Linked DNA regions of Anser cygnoides: regions 2 and 3 are each linked to region 1. Evidence: chromatin contacts called from public Hi-C data. All regions are on one chromosome and are shown on one strand. Each heading gives the region's core, a stretch centred on a gene start, on an enhancer-like site or on the middle of the called end of the contact. The rest is flanking DNA. Distances are from core to core; before and after follow the strand shown. Region 1 overlaps GNG7 (G protein subunit gamma 7). Region 2 overlaps SBNO2 (strawberry notch homolog 2). Region 3 overlaps GATAD2A (GATA zinc finger domain containing 2A).

Region 1 (4,088 bases), core at 616-3,115:
AGAGCGAAAGAGAAAGCCCCGCTACGGAAAAAGGAAGCACCTGCAGCGGGGTACGGGACCGAGAGACCAAAAAGGAGCGTGGGCTACAAGCCTGAAGGCTTCAGCCAACAGCAGAAGGTTGGGGATTGTCCCCGGCTCATCTCCTGGACCCCGAGACCAGGAAGGCCCTGGCTGCTTCCTCGCATTCCCCGGCTCGAGCCGAGCTCTCCATCGTATCGCCCGCGTGCAGGGCTGCGGCAGAAAGGGGGGAGAAAGATGAGCAGCCTGGAGGAATTTCAGCCATCAACAAGCAAACAGCCTCTTCAGCCCTCTCCACAGAGGATGACGTGCCTTTTGTACGGAAGGCTGCTTTCCCCATAGCCTGCTGCCTCCTGCTAATTGCTCTGAGAGATGAACTTGCCCCCGTAAATCACGGGCTGCACGGCGCCAGCGCTCAGCTGTAGCCCCCGCTCGCTGCCTCCCAGCTCTTCCAGCTATACGTGATTTTACAGCATGAAAAAATAATTACTGCTTCTAAATTGCAAACAGATTGAAATAGCAAGCAGCTTGGCCCCGTGAAGTATGTGCAGTTGTTCAAGTGTCTCTGGTGCTCTCGAAGAGGTGATAAATGCCGAGCTGCTGCGGGAATCAGCTGCCGCCTCCGAGCTGCAGGGGAGAGCTCGAAGCCGCGGCCAAAGAGGAGCCACCCAAAACCCAAACCTACCTTTTGACTAAACTGAGCTCTGCTGACAGCAATCACAAGAGGCAACACCCAGTACGGGGATTTTCTCCTTTGAGAGTCACAGCACGGCCGAATAACTCACACCAGTTTGACGGGGGGGGGGGGGGAAATAAAAGAGAACCCTCATCTATACTAAATGAAGTCTTGAAGCTACACCTACCTAAGCGAACGCCTGAAATGACGTTACAAACACCATTATTTGCACTGCTCCCCCTTGAACTTTGTCGATGCACCTGCCTTTCTGACTGCCCTTTCTTTCCTCCTGTTTTAAAAGCAGCGCGGGGATCCCTGGGCGGCCACGTCCAGCTCAGCGCTGTCACAGCAGCCGCCGCAGCGTTTCAGATCCCTCTTGCAACCGGTCACCATTTTAAGCGCTGTTGGGGTTTTCTGCGAGCGCTGCCGTTCGGGACTGCTGTCGAGGGCAGGCCCTGAGCAGCTCCCAGAGGAACAAGGGGTGAGGGCAGCAACCCCCTGCGAGGCACCTGCGGTTCTGACATTGAACCTCCCCACCCCAGAGAGCCCCTCTCATCTCTGCAGCACTGCCCCGTGGCCCTCGCAAAGCCTCCCGGGGGTCACCCACTCGTCCCCCTCGGCCGTTCTGCAGTCGGTGCCAGCCCTGCAGACACCCCCGAGCTCGGCCTGATGAACTGCAGCAGCGTTTCCCCCTGCGCAGACCTTTGAACCGAAGGTTAATGCACCGGGCACAGTTCGCAGCAGGGAAAAAAAGCAGGCCAAGAAAACTTTCCAGAGGAACACAACACCATCTTCGGCTTTCCGCAGAAATGAGCCTTTTGTTTACAGGCTTGCAGAAGCTGACTCCAGGGGCTGGTCTGTTCTTGCTCAGAGAGGGAAAACAAGCCTGACCTCAGCGTGCTGGAATAAACTCTGCCCCCTCCTTCCTTACATGCTTCTCCCAGTGCAAAGGTACAGAACACGATATCCCGCAGCGTGACCCAGCTGAGCGAAGCGTGACCACACGCTCCTGCTTACTGACATCGAAAACAAGACCGCCGGAGCCAAGAAGGTGAACTGGCAGGACCAGCTCTGGCTTTCATTCATCTGGCGGCACCGGCCAGCGACTTCCCAGCTGGCCAAAGGTCTCCAGTAAGTCAGCCGGCCCCCGGTACGCCGCGTACGGCGTTCGCTGCTCAGCGCACAGCTCCCGGGGCACAGCCAGCCGCGCGGCAGGCACTCCCCTATCTCCCACTTGTACCATTTCCTACGCAGGCGATAAGCAGGCTGCAATTTCCTTCGAGCGGATATTGCACGGCAGCGCTTGCCCGAACAAAGGACCTGAACATCGCCGTGCGAGAGTCAGAGGGGCTCTGCCATCCTCGTTAGAAACCTGTCGCAGGCATTCGTCACACCAACAGGTCTGGGGAAAGAACACTTGTCGGTTTTGGTCCTTCTTGACCCATGCCCTGTTTACGTTTTGGGCCAGGATCCCTTGCTCACGCCCGCCCTGCACGCAGGCGAGCTGCTTGCACCACAAGTGCCAGCGCTATCAAAGATACCTTGCAGTGGGTGGGAGCAGCAAGGAGGGGAATTCCTTTCCGAACTGCCTGGAAGCGGCAACAGTTGGTAATGCAAGGCATCTCCCGAGGCAAAGCCTGCAGCTGCCAACGTTCCCTCAAAGCCGGTGCAAAGCTGGAGGGAAGACAGATCATCCCTTCCAGCCCACCAGCAAGCCTGCGGTGCCAGGAACCCCGTGGGAGGCAGTCGCTGCAGAGCCTTTCCACCACCATCTTCCAGCTCCCCGGCAGGAGGAACTCGCTTTCCTTCCTTCGGACGCTCCAAGATCCGGCGGATCGCAGAGCAGGCAGGCGGCCGATGCTGTCAGCTATTCCTACTGCCACTAATAAAGAGTGCTATGAAAAGATTAGAGGGAACACGCGACACGAGACTCACGGAGTCTTTCTGCAGGAAGAGCCTGCTGTATGAGCAGTCTTTACGACTTTTAAAGAACGCTTGAATATGTGACAGAGGGTAAAAATCAAAGACACTGCATGCACAAGGTGAACGAGGCACCAGCCCAGTCACCTCTGCAAATAAAGGTCAACATGCAATGTTCCCGATAACACGATTTGGGATTCCAACGTGAGAATAAGAGAAAACTGCATTTGCGCTGGCTGTGACTTTCGGCTCCTTAGCTCCAGCCTGCTCGTTCAGTGAAGAGACGCGGGTTTTAGGAAGCCCAGAGCCACCGGCAGGCTGTTGGTGCAGAACAGCCGCCGAGCCCTGCCCTGGTGAGAGCGGCGTGCCCGCGCCGTGTTGGTGCCAGCGCCGTGTTGGTGCCCGCGCCCCCGTGCAGCACGGTTGGGCAACGCGGAACAGCTCATGGAAAATCAGAAGCTGCCAAATGGCCAAAGGCTCCTTCCGAGGCGTCTGACTGATCCCCTCGTCGAGGAACTTGGGAACTGTTACATGCCGTACCCATGGGCCAAACTAAAGCATTCCAGGCAGGTACCGCTGACCGGCGGGTAACCAAGGGGCACCGAGCAGCACCGGCACGGGACCGTGATTCACAGCCACGCTGCAATCGCACGAGGTCGGCACCTGCCACGCGGCGCGGCGCGTCTCGCCCGGGCAAGCAGGTTGCAGACCCACAGCGGCGCTTCAGGTTCCCCCAGGACCGACGTCTCGGTGAAGTTAGAGGGAAAGGAACGCGTTACTTGGGGTAAAGGTGCTCAGCCCAGGCTCGAAATTAAAGAACCTTAATGGGATAACCCAAGCTGGTTGCAATTCTGCTACGTAGTACTCTAAAAATAGGCAAAAGGTACTGGTCCAGAGGTAGACTTTGTCCAGTCTCCAAAAATAGACACCCAAAAATAGTAAATCATTACCAGGCAATTGCATCTGGACAACCAATGCAAAACATCCGTGGTAAAGAGAGAGTTCATCAAGCTTTTAACTTTTCCCCATTAATTCCTCCAAGGGACGAGCAGATTCCTCGTTCCTTGCCCACAGGAGTCCTGCCATTTTCCAGCACGCGGCCCAGGATTTTTGCTAAGTAACAGCTGCCACAGCCAGCGCACATTTGCTTTTGGAAGCAAACTGCTGCTTGTGAAGTTGCTAGGAGGTCTGTGCTGGCAACTTGCTCTGGAACCTTTTTTTTTAAGTCCTAAAAAGGGAAGGCTTGGAGGAGAGGCGAGCAAGAGGGGCCTTCCCCCCGGCCTGCAGGGCTTCACACCTCCAGGGACCTACGCTGCAAGCTGCAAGCCCGCAGGAGCCATTCAGCGGGCCCCCCACCAGTACATCTGTCGCTTTGAGGCCCCTCCACGGGGGGATTTCTGAGCAGCAGCTGCTCCTGTGAAGCTCGGCTCCTTCGGGTTTCTGAGAGCAACAGGAAACGCTGCCAGCAGCTGTG
Region 2 (4,088 bases), core at 478-2,977, 400 kb after region 1:
TTATCCAGTCTTTCCCTATCCCCTCCCACATCATCATGCCACCGTAATTCTCCATAAGATGCCAGGAATTTTGGCAGTTAATCTGCAGTACAGGGCTGAACGTGAGTCAGGTTTCACTGTACGCAGCCCAGGCGGATGCAGTCCCCGTTTTGCTCCAGTACATCTTATCAGCTGTGGCTGTACAGTCAGCTCTGCCCAGGAACAATGGGAGGCCTTGCTCTCTGCTGTCAGGACAGCAGATAAGTTCCTGAGACAGAATTTCAGTCTCAGATTCTCACGGAGCAGAAGCAGCGATCTCTGAAGGGCTCCGATATTCGGGACGTCTCCTAAACGTGTTGGATGCATCCTGCACGGAGACCCCCTATGGATCCCGGGTACAAGAACGGCCTTGTGGCTTGTCCTCGTTAAAAACAACCCAAAAACAACCCAGAAACCACCCACGTGTTTTCTGTCACGCAGCAATTTGAAGACATGTTACGGAAAAGACCATATCTGTATTTTAGCTTTGCCCCCTCTCTGCCAGCCATCGTTAGCACTGGGGAAGTGTTTTACTGCAGGGGGACGGAGGAGGACTGGAGAAAAGCGTCGCGGCTCGATTGCACGCTGCTGAAACGTTTCAAGCTCACCGAGAAACTCTTATCTCGAGTGCCCAGGGCTGAAGCTTTGGGCGGAGTGTTCCTAAACCAAGAGGAAATGGCTGGGCTCAGAGCTGCCTTCGTGTGCCCGTGCTGGGGGAGCTGGCACCAGAACTAAGGGAGAGGTGTTCGGTGCGTCGTCTCCGTGCGTTAGTTCTGAAGCGGGCACGGAGGGAAGAGCTACCACATAGTTAAATATTTGCAGGAGTTAGCAGACAAAACACGCTTGCTTAATTTGTGATGGAGTTGTGAAATACCTTTAAAAATAGTTGGGGTAGTCCATTGTGCTTTCTCACAACCATCTCCCGAGAATTCACGGCCTTTTTAGATCGGGGAAACAAAGCCCTGCCTCTGAAAGCTCGGAGCTCCAATTCTTGTGACTCGTGGACGCGTTTTTCTCAGCCTAACTCATTCATAGCACTTAAAACAGTGAACACCCTTCTCCTAGCTCCGTACTAGGGATTGTGTTTCTGCTGGGGGGAGCTGGCTCGCCAGCCAGATGCGACTGCTCATTTCCCATGGAAGTCACAGCGAGATGGGGTAAAGGGAGAACAATGCAAGGAGGAAGAAAGTGGACTAAGATCAAGCCTCGGTGCAGTTGTCAGCAGCTTCACGGAGTGAGTCCATCTCCTGCTCCATCCCAGTGTTCTCACGCACGGTGTACTCTTACGTTAACGGGTTTAGGTACGTCACCTAGAGAAAGGAGAAAATCGGGCAGTGAGGTGAGCAAGAGGAGAGAGGGGCAGGAGCTGTGTGAGCTCAGTCCGGAGCAAGGTGATTTATTGCCCCGTGCAGCCCCTGGCCCCGCCTGGACTGGTCCTCGCAGCGTATCCTCAGCTGTGGGGTCTGTTTTCCATTGCCCCAGACCGCTGGGTCTCTGTCCTTTTCCTTGTAACACCTGAGGCGAAAAGCCGCGTGCCAAAGCCGCGTTGCTGAATCGGGACGGCAGGGGTTTCTGTTCGCAAGATGACACGAAGCAAAACCAGAGCTACCCGAACTTCCCACTGCCGCAGCTGCGCGTCCCCCGATCCTGCAGGATCCGGACCTTCTATTGCCTAAGAAGAAACTTTGGTATTGAGCTCAGATTTGTAGGTGGAGATGTTTCACCTGCTCTCCAGATTTGTTGGCACTGAAAATAGCTCTTCCGTCCAGCTTCCTTCTGGTAATTCTGACTCAGGCTTCCAGTAATGGAGGGTGTTTTTTTCTTTCTTCTTTTTTTTTTTTTCTCTTTAATTTTAAAAAAAGGAAATAATCAGAGTGTTTATGCTTAAGAACTTCCCATTTTTCACTTCTGCCTGTGGAGCATAGGTCTCTTCAAGTCTGGCGCTCTTGACAGGCTATAAAGTTGAAGCAGTGCCGCTTTTGGAGCCGCTGATTGCTTTGGATGCCATGAGCTGCTGGCTTGACCTTGCTCGCTGTCGGGAAATTCCAGGGCGATTTTGTTTGTGTGGGGGCAGACAAAGGCTCTCCTCAATTGTGCCTTCCCGGCTCGGAGCGGCTTGGGCGCTGCGAGCGGCTGCGGTGCGGCGGGCTGGCCGGACCCGGGCAATCATTAACCCGGCGCAGCAGCTGGCGCCTGCGGGCACCGGCACCCGCCCCGAGCACGACGGCCGCGGCGGCAGCCTGGCGCTGCTCTGCTGGGCCCCGGCGCCCTTTGGGACCCGGGCTTCGCGGCCAGGATCTGCGCTGCGGAGGTGCTGGGCCCCGCAGGTGTGAGGTGAACCCCCCGTGCAAGCGGTGGTGGTGGCAGCAGCGGTCCTTAACCTCGCAGAGCCAGTGCTGAGCCACGGGCCGCCCTCTGGTGCGGCTGCTTCATTACTTCAAACAGCATTTTTAATGTTAAAAACACAATTGCAAAACCGGTAAGTAAATGCTTGCCTCGAGGGCAGTTTGTAAGAAGGTTGTAAAATGTCGGGGTTCTGATGTAACGCCCGGTCCGCTCCCAGGGGCGGCTTTGGGTTGCAGCCCTGTTCAGTCCTCCCCACCGCCCCTGCTTGGGTCTCCTCGGCCGTACTTCAGTCTCCCCGTTTGCTCCCCGCAGTGGTGCTTTTTCTCTCCCGTTAGCAAGCCCAGCCCCGTGCTCTCGCTGGGACTCACCAGTTCAGAACGAAACGTGTGCAATGGCAGCGGGAGTCTGCACGGCTCCTTTTGTCGGGGACCTGCCCTTCAGGGAGCGCAGAGCACTGCAGTGCAGAGCTGCCCGCGGAGCAGCTGGGGCCCGGTGGCTAACGTAACTGCTCCGGTGCAGAGCAAACCCAGCGCTCCCATAGCAAACTTGCATCAGGTCTTGACAGGCTTTGTAAGAGTCCTTTGAAAGTGGCGGTGTTTGCACAGGTAACCTGTTGGTGCGAGTGTGAGCGGCCTGAAAGGTGGGCTTCTGCCTGAGGTCCCCAGTTGGAAGGCAGAGTGGAGTGTTTGGGGTGACCTGTCTTAATGCCAGCAGTTGTTACAGCTCTGGCAGAAGGGCTCCTGTCCCAGTCGTGTTCACGCTGCGGGAGGACACGCGTCTCTGCAGGCTTTCATCTCACACAGAAACACACAAAATGTTCATGCTTCTTGCAGGAATGCTTTTACCTTCGTCAGTTATTCCCTGTGTTTGTGTTGACGAAGGCATGTGGGGCGTTTGCAAGATTTATTAGTTTCCAGAATTACTCCCCAGGGCTTGTCATTCACAAACAGAAAGTATTAAAGCATTGACGTCACCGGAGTGTAAGGTCTGAGCACAGAGCACAAGTGTCCTCGCTGTTGTTGTGTTTTCGTGCTTTAATTTGCTGGAGCTGAGGCTGGAGGGCTGGAGGTTACGGCTGCTCTCTGACCTGCGTCCTTTCTGTTCCAGCTGTTCTCACCCAGCAGATCGTTCGGTGGCTTGAACAGCTCAAACGACCCCGTTCCTGCTGTCCCCAGCACCCCGCTCCTCATAAGCTACCAGGTGAGAACCACAATCTGCTCCAGCAGAACCGCACATCGAGCTCCTAACTCGGTACCGACGCTGTGCAGGGAAGAGCAATTCTAACCACGTTCCCTTCAGGGGGAGTGAGACAAGAAAATCAGCCAGATACATTGCAAGTCGCTGCCCTTTCCCAGAAGTGCCTCGTATCTCCCTCGGTGGAACCTGGCTGCGTTAGGGAGTGATGTGTGCCTTCTGTACAGCTACGTCAGCAGTCTGTAGGGGCCCTTCCTCCTGGAACGCGTGCCTTCGCTTCACGCTGCCAAGTGCCAAGCTGAGCTGAAAGCTGGTCCGGGTCCCTTACTTGGGGTCAGGTTAGAGTACGGTTGGGCAGAACTAATGCTAGCCCACAACCCACCTGAAAAGTGATGTAAACATCTTTTCCTAATTCGGTGTGGACTAGGCCCTGAAAGTAGCTCTTAAAGCACTCGCTAGGGCTCTGGGGTGGGCTCTCGACGGCTGTTTTCCTTTGTTGCTGGAGTCTGTAAATGAGATTAATTGTACCC
Region 3 (4,088 bases), core at 445-2,944, 300 kb before region 1:
AGGATCTTTGGCCAGTACTCGTCTGTTAAACCACAGAGAAGTGTTGGTGTCGCGGCACCCATGCAGACAGATACCTGCCTGTGCTGGTGCTAATCTCCATGAGGAATCTAGTCTGATGCTGGACTGAGAGAATAACTGCTGGGAATTGCTCAAATCCATCTGTGGAATTTAGGTGGAGTTCTTCATGCCGCAACTACAAACCCACTGACCTTGGGAGAAACATTCCCTGTGAGCTCTGAAACCCTTAATTTGTAGGGTCTGCACTGTAAAGCTGAATCCGTCCTGAATCGGGTTTTTCTGTGCCCCGTGTACCAACTGGCCAGCTCTGACTGCGGAGTTTGTTCAAATCTGGTTAACAACGAACGATGCTTTGTTAACAATGACAACCCCAAACCTGCAGCTTCCAAGATGCTTTAGTGGATAAACACAAATCCTGCCAAAAAATCCTTCCAAACCATTTTTTAAGTTGATACCTTGCAAATTTACAGCTCAGCTGAGCCGCACAGTCTGGCTTTCGAACTCAGAACGAGAGCATCTTTGGTGCAGTTCCTGAAAACCGTCGCAGCCCTGTGCAGGAACGCCTCGAGTGTGTCAGAGGAAGGGTGAGAGCAAAGTTTTGAGCGTGGCATTTACAGTACTGTACAGCTGTAGATCTGCTCCTTATCTTCTGGAGAAATTAACCACTTCAGCACAAGTACACCAGTCAGCCCGACTGGTCCCCTCAAGGAAAAAAGCTGCTTTTCTAGGAAATGGGATAGCTACAAATAGAGCTTCGAGAATACAGTTCTCTACTAGAACTGGTAAAAGCTATTAGTTATCCAGGTCATGGTTGTATTTCCTCAATTACCTCTAATTTGGAGGGTGGTAAAGACCAAAATCTGAGAAGGATCAGACGCCCTCAGTGCTGGAGGAAATGTCTTACATGTTTTAATTCTAAGAGCACTTGCTGTTAGCAATGTATTAACATCAGCTCTCTTCTGCTTTCCCTGTCCAGGGTTTCAGAGTATACAGATATTGATACCAGTGTGAATTAGTAATTTAAATATTTTTGAATAAGGAGTCAACAAAAAAGTATAAAACTGAAAGTGTTCATTATTGTGCTCCGAAAGGAGGCAATTCATACTTAAAATTACTTTGTGAATAGCCCAGCGGTCCCGTTGCCCTCAGAGACTGCCCCAAAGAGTCAGGGGAGGCAAATGCAACGTGTGCGCAAGAGGGGAGGAAATCAGCAGATGACGATAAAATCACCTGATTGCAGATGTGGACTGTGGCACAGCCCAGAGTTTCATTTAGAAGGGAAAGTCAGCGAGCAGCAGTCCCGCTGGTGCGGAGCCGGGTGTGGGGTCCTGCTTCCCGTGGGACCGGGGCAGCTAGGGCTCACAGGGATCCGAGCCATTTAGGATCTCGTCAGAGTTTTCTCCGACTAGTTAATTCTTCTCCTAATCAGGGTCAAGTTCTGATGAGCCACGTGACAGTGATCAGTAAACAAGCAAGAGGTGCTTGTTTACAGCCATCCCTCGCCGGAATGGCTCTGTGGGTCTGACTCACTGTTTGCCAGCGAAACGTTTGTGTCCGAAGCTGCAGGTCACGAGCCTAACCGAAGCAATCTGCGCCGGGCTGCGGAGGACCAGTTTTGGGAGCTGGAGATGGTCTTTGGCAGATCTTTAAATAAAAGCAATGCCGGCTGAACTTTGTGCTCTCCCACTTCTGAGCAAAATCGATAGTCCATGAAGCGCTTGTTGAATTGGAGCAGAGCTCCTAATATATCCCCTTCCAGCCATAAAAGTGCTTATTAGGGACAGGGTCAGATAATATCACACTGAAGCACCATCTCTGGCTCGGCAGTATTTGCATATGTCTGCTGCTTTCCCCATTTCCTGAATAACTTACTGATCTTTTTTTTTTTTTTTTTTTTTCAGTTCAGAAAGATTAATTTTCATTTCTGTTTGGGGCTATTCACCTCAGTGCTTAGACCGTGGAATTTTGACCGTTTCCAATCTCGCATCCCGCTTTGCTGCAGAAAACCTTTAAGTGTTACTCCCTGCGGGTGGGAGATGGGCAGACAGACCCCATGGTACGGCTCATATAGGGACTGAAGGGCAGATTCTTCTTGTCAAAAAGCACCCTTTTACCTCCTCATCCTATTCCTGAACTATTTTCCAGAAATTCTGTCTTGAGCAGCTGGTGGTGACTGCAACTTGCGCTTGCAGGAACACAGTTTCAGCAGAAAATAAGTAAAGGAAGGTCTCTTGGTCCCAAATCTATGGAATTCCTTTCATTCTTAGCATAAGCCATCTTAAAATTGTATTCCTGTAATTTCTAGCACCGTCGTAGCACGATTACAGTTTTATCCTTTTTTCCCTTTAAATATTTAAATATATAGTCTGTTAATTTCAAACTCCTAGCCAGCAATGTAAAAGGTGGAACGATACATTCTCTACAAGGTCCTGGGGCTGTCTTTTTTTTTTTTTTTTTAAATGAAAGATTGCAGTCTGTCATCCTAGGACCGGACACCAGGTCAACACCCCCCCCCGTACAGCCCCTGGTGTACGGTGGAAACCAGGTGAGCCTAACAGATAGAGCCACCGGTCTGAAGCATTATTCCGAGCTATCTGTGCTTCTTGATCCTCTGGACCATCCAATGATGTTCTCTGCCCTAACTAAAGCACGTATCGGCTGCCGAGCTTCAGGACCTGCTTAGCCTGTTCTGTATGCCAATATTAGCATGTTCCCGTGCGTCTTGCATCTGCTGCTGGTTGCAGGAAGATGACCAAGTCTTCCAAATCGAGTTTTACTTCTTGTTCTTCTTTGACCTGTCATTCCGACGTGCGTTATCTTGAATTTGAGAAAAGGCCTAATCTCAGTTTTCCTTCTGGGATACTTGCGAATTTGGCACAAATTTTACATCTTATTTTTTTCTGGTCACATCCCAGTACCAAATTCTGCTCTTGTCGCAACAAAATTAACTTCCTAGTGTATGTTACGTTGGGTGGCGTTTTTATGAGGTGTGGTAGTAGGGTGTACAGGAAGGATGAAGTAGGATGAAGTATTTCATCCCTGATAACACCTATGGACTTTGCATTTGGAGTGAGGGAAATACCTTTGCAAGAACAACTTCATGTTGGACTTCATGGCTCCAGCCAAGTTTTACTCTCTTGACGAGGTGTTCGGCGTTAACGCCGAGTCTGGGCTACGTAATGTCAGTTTTGGCTACCAGAATCAATAGCGGTGCCGGTCCCTGGGCTTATGCCACATTCCTAAGTGAAAATCACACGCAAGTGAGTATTTGGGGGAACCTGCTGGGTCGGCTCCATGCCGAAATACGGGTGATAACTGATAGGACAGATGGAACCAACCGAGGTGCCCCTGGCCGGGCCGGCAGGCACCGCTCCCACCGTGGCCACCCGCAGGCTGCAGGCCCGGGGCCCGGGGAGAGGCATGGCCGTGGTGCGGCTGCTGCCTCCGCCGGCAGCGTCACCGTAACGACACGCCCAGGGCACGCCGACCGACTTCCAGCACTCCTTCTCCCACCTGACCATACCCTCTCTGCCTGACGCTTAATTGCGTGCGTGTAATCAAGGCCCAGGTGAGGAGCGGTGAGGTAACACTGCTGTGTGGCGCTCCTGTACCGTGCAGCATCCGACACGGAAAGGCTTGGCCAAAGTGGAGCTGTTGGCTTACTTAAACGGCTCCTGAACTATTGGATTTTAATTTGAACGCAGCACTTAATTTAGATTAAAATCCAATAATGTTAATAGTCTGATGTTGCCTATTTCAATAAAAGCGTCCCTCGGTGATGCATGGCGCTCAGGTATTTCGTTGGATAGTTCAGAGGCCCAAAAGGAGAGCATTTGGCTTAGAGGAGCGCTGACACTGAGCCGTGAAGATTTTAGGTGCTATTTTAGATAGGAGGGGACTGCTCTAATCGTGTTTCACCAGCTCTCTCTTACTCCACCTGGCAAAGATGTTGAGGTGATCTGTTTAACACAGGGGCAAGGCACCGGTGCTTGCCCTTTCAGGTGTCTGGTTTGGGTTGTTTGGACCCAAGTAGCATCAGCTTTATTTTTTTCTGAACCCAAGATACGTAT

What was found. Hi-C and Micro-C count contacts between places; a contact is called where the count stands out from the background.
Region 2: a Hi-C map of liver shows a contact between it and region 1, with 7 times the contacts expected there. The contact joins two enhancer-like sites. A contact is called at or near these places in 2 of 7 Hi-C or Micro-C datasets (both in liver).
Region 3: a contact with region 1 is called in a Hi-C map of liver, with 2.1 times the contacts expected there. The contact joins two enhancer-like sites. A contact is called at or near these places in 2 of 7 Hi-C or Micro-C datasets (both in liver).

What each region holds. Positions count from the first base shown.
Region 1 is chr27:1,130,653-1,134,740 of Taihu_goose_T2T_genome, reverse strand. All of the region lies in intron 2 of GNG7 (G protein subunit gamma 7), which reads right to left. Among named protein-coding and RNA genes, the nearest start is that of GNG7, 19 kb to the right of the region's middle. Within about 2 kb of position 1,865, at least 2 of the 3 cell types and tissues checked have open chromatin away from gene starts, as enhancers often do. A contact at or near this core is called in liver, where this site is marked.
Region 2 is chr27:732,355-736,442 of Taihu_goose_T2T_genome, reverse strand. SBNO2 (strawberry notch homolog 2) reads left to right here. Exons shown (of 32, transcript XM_066983884.1): 6 at 3,472-3,564. Among named protein-coding and RNA genes, the nearest start is that of GPX4, 24 kb to the right of the region's middle. Within about 2 kb of position 1,727, at least 2 of the 3 cell types and tissues checked have open chromatin away from gene starts, as enhancers often do. A contact at or near this core is called in liver, where this site is marked.
Region 3 is chr27:1,433,512-1,437,599 of Taihu_goose_T2T_genome, reverse strand. The region is part of intron 1 of GATAD2A (GATA zinc finger domain containing 2A); the gene reads left to right. Among named protein-coding and RNA genes, the nearest start is that of GATAD2A, 8.0 kb to the left of the region's middle. Within about 2 kb of position 1,694, at least 1 of the 3 cell types and tissues checked has open chromatin away from gene starts, as enhancers often do. A contact at or near this core is called in liver, where this site is marked.